2 separate regions of the Strix aluco genome follow, and region 2 is linked to region 1. The links are chromatin contacts, called in public Hi-C maps. All regions are on one chromosome and are shown on one strand. The core of a region is the stretch at or near the end of the contact, and the rest is flanking DNA. Distances in the headings are between cores, read along the strand shown.

What was found. A called contact is a pair of places that touch in the nucleus more often than the background predicts.
Region 2: a Hi-C map of brain shows a contact between it and region 1, with 6 times the contacts expected there. The contact joins the promoter of MMADHC here to the promoter of RIF1 in region 1. A contact is called at or near these places in 2 of 2 Hi-C or Micro-C datasets (brain and heart).

Annotation. Positions count from the first base shown.
Region 1 is chr6:2,670,373-2,676,368 of bStrAlu1.hap1, forward strand. It overlaps RIF1 (replication timing regulatory factor 1), which reads right to left and starts at 1,669. Exons shown (of 34, transcript XM_074828470.1): 1 at 1,451-1,669; 2 at 21-99. The coding sequence starts at 1,557. TNFAIP6 (TNF alpha induced protein 6) reads right to left here. Exons shown (of 6, transcript XM_074828220.1): 5 at 5,938-5,978; 6 at 3,364-4,453. The coding sequence ends at 4,290.
Region 2 is chr6:2,991,948-2,998,008 of bStrAlu1.hap1, forward strand. MMADHC (metabolism of cobalamin associated D) reads left to right here and starts at 4,591. Exons shown (of 8, transcript XM_074828491.1): 1 at 4,591-4,656; 2 at 4,910-4,960. The coding sequence starts at 4,952.

The sequences.
Region 1 (5,996 bases), core at 419-2,918:
AAACAATGGAAAAGACATACCTTAAACACCTTGCAAAGCTGAGGAAAGTGTCTTCTGACATCTGCAGTGAATTCTTTGCCTTCCTCACCAGTCAAGCGACTTTAAGGAGCAGAAAGGAAAACGAGCAATATTCACAGGTTAAACAGGTTATAACTGACATAACTAAGTTTCTAATACACAATTCATTACCTAGTACAGAACCCTTTCTTTCCTTAGAAAGCTAAAACACAACACTGAAGAAGTTAAAGAGCGAAAATGCCAGTCACCACATAGTCTGACATACTGGCACAATATTGTGTTATAAAGTACATGTGTCCTAGGATACTGAAAAAAGTGAAGTGACTACTGACCCATTTTGTGCTTATGGAGAATAAAAAAAACCCCCAAACCATTAAGGGCTTTAATTCTTTGTCAACTTTTATAAAAGACATTAAAAATTAACATGGAAACTTTACACAACTGCTGGAAATTAGATAAACTTTCCACAGAAATATATGAGCTTAAAAAGCACGTTCCTCAAAAGCAGCTCTAGAACACAGGCTCCCCCAAAATTCTGGTTTGACAACTGGCAGTGATGACATACCTGAAAGACATCCATACAGAAAAGCTATACTTGCCCTATAAAATGTTAACAATCAAGTTTCAGATAGCAAAAACCAACCATATTAAATGCAATCATCCAGAAGACAACCTGAGAAATCGGTTGTTGCTTAATATTATCTTTAAATTAGCACTTTTTTTGTCAGTTATTACTACAAACCTGTATAATCTTACAGTGTGATCAGTATCGCTGGTATCTAAGCAGTTATGGCTTTAAAAGTTACTAAAAAGCTGAAAGGGAGATACTGAGGGGAAGAGATAATGCCTTTGCATATGCTAACAAACTTGAAAGATCCAGCTAAAAGCAGAACCTCATGATTAAGAAGCACCTTCCAGAAAGAAATGCAATTAAGAGAAGACACGATACACAGCAACATACCTAACCTTTCCAATCATAAAGCTGAAATGTAAGACTTCTTCCAGTTAGAAAAGAAGTTACTATTTCTCAACATTCCTTCACTCGCCTCCGCGGTCTCCCCGGGAAATGCACAAGGAGAGGCTCTCGGATAAGCAGACCCCAGGACTCCCTCCCGCCTTCCTCCCACTTCAGGCCTACATATTTCCCGCGATCTCCAGCCAGCGACTACGCAGCCCCACGCCCTGCAGCCCTCCCCGGCTGCCCGCATTTCGGGCCGGGCAGAAGCTTCCCTCCCTGCTCCGCCGCGGCTTCCCGGGGCTCACTCTCCCCTGCTCTCGGCCCAGCCACACGCGGGTCGAGCCTGCCCCACGCCGGCGGGGAGCCACACAGGGCCGAGACCGACCATCGCCCCCTCAGACACCGCGGGCCTCCCCGCTCCCCTCACGCTGCCCCCGCCGCCCTGAGGAGGCGGCGGCCGCGGCCCGCACTCACTTAACGATAGTGAGGTGCGCGTCGGTGAGCTCCCCCGGCGGGGCGGCTGGGTCCTCCAGAGTCTCCAGCAGGGGCTGGAGACTGGGGCAGGCGGCAGGAGCACTCATGGTGCTGCTGGACGAGCGGGCAACCTAATACCGCCAGCCCCGAGCCCAGCCGCCGCTCGTCCCGCGCCGTCTTTCCCGGGCTAAGATGGCGGCGCGCGGGACTGGCGGCGCGCGGGCCGCGGGGCCGCGCCGGCCCAGCCAATGGGAACGCGGGGGAGGCGGGGCCGGCGGTCGAGCCGGAGGACATCGAGCGGCGCCACGCGTTTTGTCCGCGCGCGGCGGAGCGCGGAGCGATGGATCGCTTCCCGCGCCTGGTGGGCACCGCCCCCCTGCCCCGGAGGGCACCGCCCCTCGCTGCCGATTGGTGGCGGCAGCCCGGGGCGGGAAGGGGAGGGGTGCGAGGGGCTGTCAGTCACGTGAGGCGGCGCCGGGGGCGGGGCTCCCCGCTGCGCGCCTTCTGGTCTCCCAGAGGCCACTTTAACCTAAAAACTATTGATTTGGGACTGGAAAATAATCTCCAGAGCGCCCAGAGCTGCGCAGCGGTTACAGCTGAGCTGCAGCTGCACAGAAACCTACCTGCATAAACCTGAAATTCCCCAAGACCCGAAGATGTGGGTCTGTGCTGTGCCGTGTGTAGCCCCGCAGCCATCTCCGGTTGGGTCCCCAAGTCGGTGTGGGGTTTCCAAATGATGAGGAAAAGTGAGTGCGACAGAAAGCATCTGGGGTCTTCGCTCCCCACCATGGCTGCAGCACCAAGCGCTGCCCGACACCCACCGCCAGCATCTCCGGGTGGGAGATGTTAGCACTTACCTGTGCACAGTATATCCCACTGTGGGGTAAAGGCACTGAGGGGGACAAGGGGCAGATGTGTGGCTTACGTTTGTGGGTGTAATATGAAGTAACAGCAGCAGCTGCAAATCCGAAGTGTGGAGAAACGCTGTTTCTCAGGGATAGAGGCCTGAGCAGTCACATTAATGGCTGAGTCTGTCTTAGTCACCCGCGAGGCTTCGCAGTGGTGCTGGAGTGCTTAGCAAGAGTGCCTGTTCTGGAAGGAAACTCTTCCCCAAACAGCGTTACCCCCCTGGCTCCGTGGGGGTTTCCAGAGAGACAGATATTTCCTGTACACCCCTTGGTTCTGGTCCATATCAGTTCAAGACCTGTTGCTTCTCAATTAAACATTTAAAAAAACACCAAAACCAACAAAAACCCACCCTAGGTCATAAACAAAATGTTACCAGTTCTTTTCATGCATTTTCCTTATTAACAAACATTTTTGCTGACCTTGGAGAACTGGAATGTTTTATAACAGGAGGATGTGAACAGTTACTCAGGCCACCAGGTGGCAGGATTAAAAAGCACCAGTGGATTTTAGGTGCAGCTTGATACAATTAAATGTAGTGATACGAACTTTGGTTCCCGGCACTCACATAAAGCAGGAATAAAGTGTTGGAAATGACAGGGAGAGAAGCTGCAGTGCTAGCTGCAACACTGTTCTCCAGTACAGCCAGAAAGCAGGATTATATTCCTAGTGAAATTACAACAATAAAACCTGAAAGGTTAAATAAATTTAAAGAACAAAGAATTAGAATAAATACAGCAAAGATGGGTCTGATTAGCTTAAGACCCTCCTCCTCCTCCTGTGCAAAACGCTTTCTGAGGAATTCGCAATGCTCCAAACAAAAATATAATGCACAGGAAGATTGTCAGTGGGCATTAGACTTCAGCAGATCTGGGGTCAAGAAAACATGCAGAGCGAAAGAAAGAGACTCTTAAAACTTATTTACTGCTTTAAATCAAGAAAAATGTTTCAAAGTCTGAAAAGTTCTCAAGAAATAAAAATAATTATTGAAAACTCGGGACATGATTCAAACAGAGGTAGCTTTAATGCTGCTTCAGACTGGAACAAGTTAAAAACATGGAGAATGATTTATGTTCATCAATATAAAATTGTACGGTCTCCATAAAACCCATGTAAACAAAATACAGCTTCTTGACAGTATCTTCTGAGCAGATTTGCTGGTACTCGTTTAGCAATTTCTTCTAATGCTTCATCTCTCCAGTTTTATTATAATTACCAAGTCTTTCATTTGATTCTTTACTATGTGAAATCAGAGAAGTGAAAAGACTTGCACATCTCTTCTCTGGATGAGGAAACCCTGACAAAATTCATTGAGTAGTTTCTGATCTCACAACAAAATTATGACGATAATATAATTGATCCCCTGCTGTTCATGCTGCTTCCAAATCTTCTGACTTCAGAGAATTACGTGAATGATGTAATGAATGAATTTATTAAAGATGAATTTATGTATCTTAAAAATAAGCTTACTTTAAAGGCTTTTTGAGTTGAGGGAAACGAGCTAATCAAAAGAAATGTGTAAAGAACAGGAAGAAACAAAGTAACAATCTAAAAAATAAATATGTGGAAATCAAGGAAAATAAGGAGAGAACAGCATATTAAATTTTAAAATAATTGAAACAGTCACACAAAAAGTTTGTTCAAACGGTGCAAGAAATGAGGAGAAGGAGCAGTTTATATAGAAAAATAATTTTAAAATCTTTGGTAACAATGAATTCTTCAGGTTTTTACAGTACTTGTAGTCTAAAAATAGTCTTCTATTATTCATGTAAGTATATTTTATAATTTATTTCCTAGTATACTTTATTAACAAAACTTATATAAAAGCAGAAAATAAAAAGAAAAATATGAAGAAAATGTCTTTTCTGAAGAAACAGATATCTGAATTGCATTCTAAAACGTGTTTCTTAATGAGTGTGTCTCGTTACTCTGCTCACATAATACCAAATTTTCCAGATAAGAAGTTTGGTTTTGCTTGGGATGTTGTATTCTTTCCATCACTTGACTTTGAAGGCATGTCCATAGTAATATACCTAATTTGAAAACCACCAGCAGTCACTGAGGCATCTGTCAAAAACTTCAAGGTCATAACATTGCCTGGGACAAGAAAAAGAAAAACAAAGGTTATGTTTTCGGGTGGCATAAAAATGGGATGTTTCAGAGTTATTTTTAAAGTGCTCTTTCTTGCTTGCTTCTGGGATCTTTAGAGCAATCCACCTAGTCTGTCTACTTCTGAGCTGTGGCCTGGGAGGATTGCAGTTCGTTAGCCACATGGAAAATCAGGCAGATTTTCATCCATGTTCTTTGTTTGCAGAGCCCAGAGGTTGATAAAGTTTTGCTGTGCCCAGTGCTTTCTGCATAGCATTTCCCATTCTTTAAAGTGCTGCTTCACTCTACCTCTGAAATGTCACGCTTTGTGTGTGAGATGCATGTTGCATAGAGCCTCAGGGATCTCTAGGTGACACGGGGGTGAGGTTGCTACATCACTGTCCCGTGAATGTCCTCTGCTCATCTCTGCCAGGCCCGTGTAAACTGGGAGATCAGGGATGGCACAAATCACAGAATCACAGAATCATTCAGGTTGGAAAAGACCCTTGGGATCATCGAGTCCAACCATCACCTACTCTACAAAGTTCTCCCCTACGCCACATCCCCCAACATCTCATCTAAACGACCCTTAAACACATCCAGGGAAGGTGACTCCACCCCCTCCCTGGGCAGCCTATTCCACTGCCTGACCACTCTTTCTGTGAAAAATTTTTTCCTCATGTCCAGTCTAAACCTCCCCTGTTGCAGTTTAAAGCCATTCCTCCTTGTTCTATCGCTAATTACCTGTGAGACGAGACCAGCACCAACCTCTCTACAATGTCCTTTCAGGGAGCTGTAGAGAGTGATGAGGTCTCCCCTCAGCCTTCTCCTCCTCAAGCTAAACAGTCCCAGCTCTTTCAATCGCTCCTCATAGGATTTGTAACTCTTCTGTTCTTTTTCTGCTGAGTACAGCTGGGGGCTGGAGCATGGTGAGGTGAGTTTGCTCACAGACTGTCCCAGGGAACAAGGCTACTTCCTCGCATGGGCAGCCCGTGTGACGTCTGCGCTCCGGCCACTTTCCGACGCTTGAGCAAAGAGAGGTAAAAGCGCCTTTGATTTACACCCAATCAGACCCTGACCTGCTGTTTAAACATTCACACAGAATAATGTCTATAACCAGCTTTGGAAGGGGTCTTGCGATTCTTGCTCTGGAAATGGGAAAAATTAGTGCATGAAGATTGTGCACACGGGTAAGGCTCGGTTACGATTACAGATCTGCGGGATGAAAACTCCTTCAGGTGTACTACCTCCATAAGGCCAGCAGGATGCACCCTGGTCATCTTCTAACTAGAATTTTTTTTTCTCTTACATTTGTTTAGAAGTCATTGCATTGATGAAAGAGCATGCTGGCAGTTTTGAATAGCAGTGTATGACGTGCTCGCCATGAAGCAGACATTGTGTCTTTGGACATGTTCAACATTATTAGAAAGTAGGGACAAAAGGTGATTTGGGCTGATTATTTTTTTTTACCATAAAGAGTGCAAATATGTTACCTGTGCTAATGATATCATCTGGCAATTCGTCTCCACAAAACCTGGAAAAAAATATAAAT
Region 2 (6,061 bases), core at 3,341-5,840, 320 kb after region 1:
AATGGCAACGATTTTAACTTCGGTTTAACAAAGTCCTAATGAAGTTTAATGGGTGCCATTAGGTAAATTGCAAGCGCCAGCACTATCCATCATTGCACAGAAATGGAGATACTTTAAAACGCATTTTAAAGTTTCTTATATAAGTACAATGAGAATAAAGACTATCTCGTTATTTTTATGACCGCTTAACAAGCTCCTGCAGTACTCAGATAAGCACCTACAAACGAAAAACCACCGCTCTCATAATCAAGTACAATTCCACTGCCTCCAGATTAATCACACCTGATTAACCGCAGGGTGAACTGGGCCATATAAGCAGCAAAGACCCACGTTTAAGGATGAAACTCTGGCTTTGGGAAAATAGGCAAACGCTGCAACTGCAATGCTTATGGAAGAATTCCAAAAGCCTCTATTTGGACAGGCTTAAGAAAATTTTACCTTTCAGCTAATGAATAAATGTGAAGACAAAGAGGGTTTGATTAAGTTCTTGTTCCTGCAACAAGTGAAGAGGACAGGAGAACTGTCTCAAGGTTGGGCTTTATATAGCAGCGTCCATGCTTCAGGAAAAGTACATGGCTCTCTGCAGAAATCAAGACAAACTTCCCCTGTACTGAACAGGACAGGAATCCAGGTCCATCACTCATAATCCAAGTAAACAAGTTACAACAGCGGTGCCACAGAGCTGAGCAGATACAGGAGATGCCACGTCTATCTGTACCAGTGCAGGTGCTGGCTGACAAACACTGAACTCTCCAGGAGCACTGGATGTTTGTGTGAGAGGAGCCCTCTGATTTTCATGAACACAGAAGCACCTGATCACAGGAAAAACCACATTTCCATGCTGGATCTCTGGAGGTCTCCAGCCCAACCCCAGGACCTCATCCCATTGAGTTCTGAAGGCCTCCAAGGATGGCATTTCCACAGCTTCTCTTGGCCCTGGAAGAGCAGAGTGGGGAAGGGCTGAAAATTCACTCTTTTCTTGTCTTAGGCACCAAAACAGCTTCCCAGAGGCACCTCTGACTCCTCTGCTTGCAGACCAAGGAATCCAGCAGTCTGGGGATGGTGAAGGAGAACAACAACGAGGGCTTAGAGTTCAGTTTTCAGGCAGAAGGTGGAGGTGACTGGAAAAGTTCCCTTTCACATCCCTCTCATTCTGAAGTTGCTGCAGCTGCTGAGATTCTTCCCCATGCTGCATCCCTTTCAAACTGCTGAGAGGAAGCCACTGTCACCAAAAAAAAAGACAGATAAGGAAAAAGAGCATCTCAGTAACACAACAGGAAAAGCCAGTCATGTACTTCAGGTTTCACTATTAAAACTGCTGCAGAGTATGAGTTTCTTCCATCTTCATGGAAAGAAGTGTCCAGTTAACTGAACCTATGTGTATTTTTCAGAAAAGACTTTAAAATAAGGAATTAGGTATCATCCTGTATGCATTCCTTCCTCTCCCCCAAACTGAGAAAAGTAATCTCTGAGGGAAGAATTTAATCAAAGCCAGCTGCTAATTACTTTCCTGACACCAGGGGAGAAGAATGTTGGCATCAGAAGGATCTGGAAGATTTTCATGATTAATATTTGATAAATCTGTAATTGGACTGTTTGATTTTGCAGTCTCCTTTGAATAGAGGTAGAAACTTTATTGAAATTAATCTTTATGAATTCAGGCCACAAACTTCAGGGGATGATAACTCATTGATTGATTTGAGTATCTTGAAGTGCTAACCCTGGAGAGAAGATAAATTGGGATTGCTTAAGGACAAGTCAATACAGACTGAATATAATCCAGAGTGCTTTCCCATTAAAGGAAATAAATTACATTCTGTAAAGAGTTAAAGTTGAATTTCTCCAGCCTTTTTTTGCTGAAGTTCAGAGATTTGACATGAATATTTAATCTGAAAGCAAATGAGAATTAAGTGTGTTAACATTGAATTAATAAAATAGTTGAGTAGCATGCAATAGTGAGCAAAGGTTCTCATGAAAAAATACAACAATCAAAATTGCAACATTATAGTTATCTAATATATCATATTGTTTAGAATTGGATATAAGAATTTTCTCTTGATCCTAATAAAATAAAGCAGAAATTCTATTAAATGCAGTAAGGACATTGTAGGGGTGAATATTATTACTATGAACAACAAAGCCAATTTCTTGCTCTGATTTTTAGCTATTGAGTTATGTATTGAAACCTTTAGAACTGGTTTATGCTAATAACCCAGCAGCAAAGAAAAAAAAATTCTCCAGAAACATGTGGTCTATAACTAAAGTAAATTAAAGGCCATGTGCACATTCAGAGGGATCTGAATGCCAAATCTTTTATTTTGAAGGCGAGAGATTAAAGTTCCCTTTGCTTAACCAGCATTGCTGCTTTGAACAGACAGCAAAGAAATGGCAAAAAATAAGAAAGAAGAGTCTTAATCCTAGTATTCCAACATGGCTTGTGTGCGTTTCCCCTCTACTGCAGAAGCAACAGCAATACAGCTCTTTTATATTAGCTTTAAAGAGGATTTGGGTTTGGGCACCTCTCCCCTGATATTTTTAATTCAGCATTTAAATAGTTGCATTAGTATGCACAGCACTTTCCACATATGCAAGTAGGAAGGTTTTTGCCTCAAAGAACTCGTGATCTAAATTCAACCACAATATTGAAAAAATGACAAAAAAAGGTACCTGAAAACAATACTGAGTCTTAAGCTAGCTGCAAAGCTTTCTCCCTTCCCTTTTCCATCTCTGCCAAGATTTACGAGAAGGCAAGATACAGAGGGTGATCGCCTCTGTAAGGCAAACAAAAAAGGCTGAACTTGAAGACAAAGATGATGAGGTTGTTCAGCACAGTGCCTGTGGAAAGCTATTCCGGACTCAGAAAATTGATAAAGATAGCTTTGTTAGAAAAGCTAAAAAGATATAGCTTATGAGAAGTCATGGATTTGGTAGACATGGCATGATGGCTAAAGTGTTTGAAGTGGATGAGGAAAAAGGCAAATATAAAGATGAAAAAGAAGGAGCTAAGACGATGCTTCCTACAAATACACTTCAGGCCAGAGGGGGACAAACGTGCCGTGTTCCAGGAGACATTAAAAAAAAGAGGACGGTGATTTGAACCCATGTTATGGACTGGAAAACCAGGACCATTCTGCAAATGAAGAGGGAGGATGTGCAGGAGCTCTACACCTGCGCAGGGACGTGGCTTTGGAATCAGTGCTCTAGTTGAGCCTCGCTGACTTGGTGTATATATTCAACATACGCTCTGCGGGTAGTGAGCGATCTATTCAGCAGAACCCACACAGCCAGTACGGCCCAACACCAAACATAACCTGTCTTTGTATTGCTCGTTTTTCTTGGAGCGACAAAGACTTGCCCACAAACACAGCTTGGAGCACCTTCAGCTGCAGATGGTGAGTAGAGTGGAGTAAAACCATGACCCCTTCTCTTTGCTGTGGAGCACTGGAGAGTTTTTCTGCACGGGGCTTCCAGCCCACTCCTACCGCCAAGCCGCTGCATCGCCACACAAAGGAGAATGCTTTCAACTCGTACATATGCGTTTGCGTTAATAACTTCTGCAGTTAATTAACTTTATGTAGCCCATGGAATTACCTCAATAGAGCTCATAATGGAAAAGTTTATTTGAAATAAAAGCTAGCTTTGTAAGCAAACCTCACCCAATAACCAGGCCCAAGGAGAAAAGGTGGAGAAAGGAAGCCCTTTCACAACGAAGGAGGAAAAAAAAAAAAGAGAAGTCTTTAGTTTATTGAAGAAGGGCTTTATTCTTATTTTGTAAAACAGTTATTTTTGTAGAACAAGGGTACGGGGGTGGCTGTCAACCCACCCCTGCAGCTTGTCCCGATGAGAAGGCAAAGCGACGCCGTCGAAGGAGAGCACTAACCCATTATGTAGGACGCTTGCATTTTATTTCCCTTTTAAAGCTGTCTTTAAATCACTGTGTTTAAGGGGGAGTCACTGATAAAAACCTCAGTTATACCAAGGCACGTTTGTATTAAATTTGAGGGAACTACCTATCGCCCCTGAAGGACTGGTTTTGTTAGAAGTGGCATTATGTTTCCCGTTCTGATGGGACTTTCCAGGAAATCCCCGGGCCCAGCGGCCTTTCGGTGGCTGAGCAGCTCCCCCTGCATTTTTTTCCAATAACAACACCCCCTCTTTTATTCACTTTCGACTTTATTGTACTCTCCGGCCCCAGCACGACCCAGCCGAGTGCTGGGGCGGGGGGCAGGGGGGAGGTGTAATGGCAGCCCGGTTTACATTACGTGACTGACTCCTGGCGCACCCAACGGGTACTGCACCGCCGGTGACGGGCGACCCGGTGCTGACACGACGACCCTGAGGAACCCCCGCAGCGGCCTTCGCGGGAGAAACACCCTCTTCGGGTGCGGCGGCCCAGCCCACCCGGCCGCCCTGAGGGGCCGCCTCACGCTGCCCCACGGCGCCGGCCGCTCCCCACCGGGCCGCGCCACCGCCGCATACCCGGCCCGAAGCAATCTACCGCCGAGCGACTCGGCCCGCTCGCTCGCTGCCCGCTCCCTCGAGGCGCTTAATCGAGGTGTCGGTGGATCGGCTTGCTCGGCTTGGGGAAGGGCGGGGCGAGCGCCCGTCGCGCGGGTGCGCCGGGGGACGGCGGCCGGCGCCATTTTGCAGGAACAGGTGAGGGGTGCGGCGGTTCCGCGGTCTCCGGTGCTCCCGTTGGGTTTCTCTCTCCCTTCCCGTCCCCTCGGCTGGTGCTGGCGGCTTTGGCTGCCGGGCTTGTAGCGAGCGGGGCAGCGCCGCGGTGCCTTGCGGGACTGTTGTCGGGGAAACGGCCGTGAGGGGCCATCGGCCCCGCCGAGCGGTGTGAGGGGCGAGCAGGAGGTGAGGCCGGGCAGTGCCTCGGAGGCCAGTGCTTTCGCTTCTCTTGCAGGGGCAGCCGGGCCTGCCGGCGAGAGGGAGCCCGCCGTCTGCAATGGCCAATGTGAGTATCGCGGATCGCCGGCCCTCGGGCGTCAGCGCCGTCGCGGCCCTCTTCGCCGGCGGTTTGCGGTAGGGGGGTGGCTGTCAACCCGCCCCTGCGGCTCGTCCCGATGAGAAGGCAAAGGAGAGCACTTTCCCGTGTCATGCGGGACGCTTGAGTTTTATTTCCCCTTTAAAGCTGTCTTTGAATCACCGCGCTTAGGGGGGAGTCATTGATAAAAACCTCAGTTATACCAAGGTACATTTTTATGAGAAGGGAGCGGTATCGTCATCCTTTCATCTTAAATTTTGGAAGCCAATTTTCGTGGATATTGTGGGAATAATCGAATTGAGGATTAAGTAGGATCTGTTTTGTTTGGGGTTTTTTAATGTCATGAATTAAGATGAAATACATAGGTTCACCAGGGTACTTCCAGACTGAAGAATGAAACAGGCTTTATTGATTTAGTCTTGCTACGGAGACATGAATAATTTATTGATTTCAGCGGTGTTTTTTCACTTGTGTAATGCTAGGTATGTAAATATTTGCATAAGTGAGCTCAGTCAACATACCTGTAATTAACACTAACATCTGCATGTTAAGTGATCCTGATTATAAGAAAACGCTCTTTTCTGGTAATTATGTGTCAGCTGTAATTGTTTACATCTGGTTTATCTGTAATGTAATCATTATGCAAAAATTAATTTCATTACTGGTTTTACATAACAGAGGAAAAAACCATTCAAGTGGAATCAGCAGACTTCTGTTGTTGTTACAGGAACGTTTTAAACATAGAGGTGTTTTAGAACAGGCAGCTTAAGGCCTTACCTGTAAATACTTGATTTGAGTCAGAAAATCAAATATGCTTTTATGCTTTTGAGTCTTCATGATGTTGGTAGAACTTACTAGACATTGTATGTTTACGCAGAGGTGGTGTGTGAGAAACTGATGCTTAGTGGCTTAGGTCCTGATACTCTGAATAGAGTTTTTATCTTAAACATACTATTTTCTCACTTTTTTTGAAGTAACCTTGTTGCATATGTATTTAATGGTGAACACATGTGTAAACTTTTATAGAATCAGGCATACAGCACTTAAGGAAAAGCCCTTTATGTCAGGTTT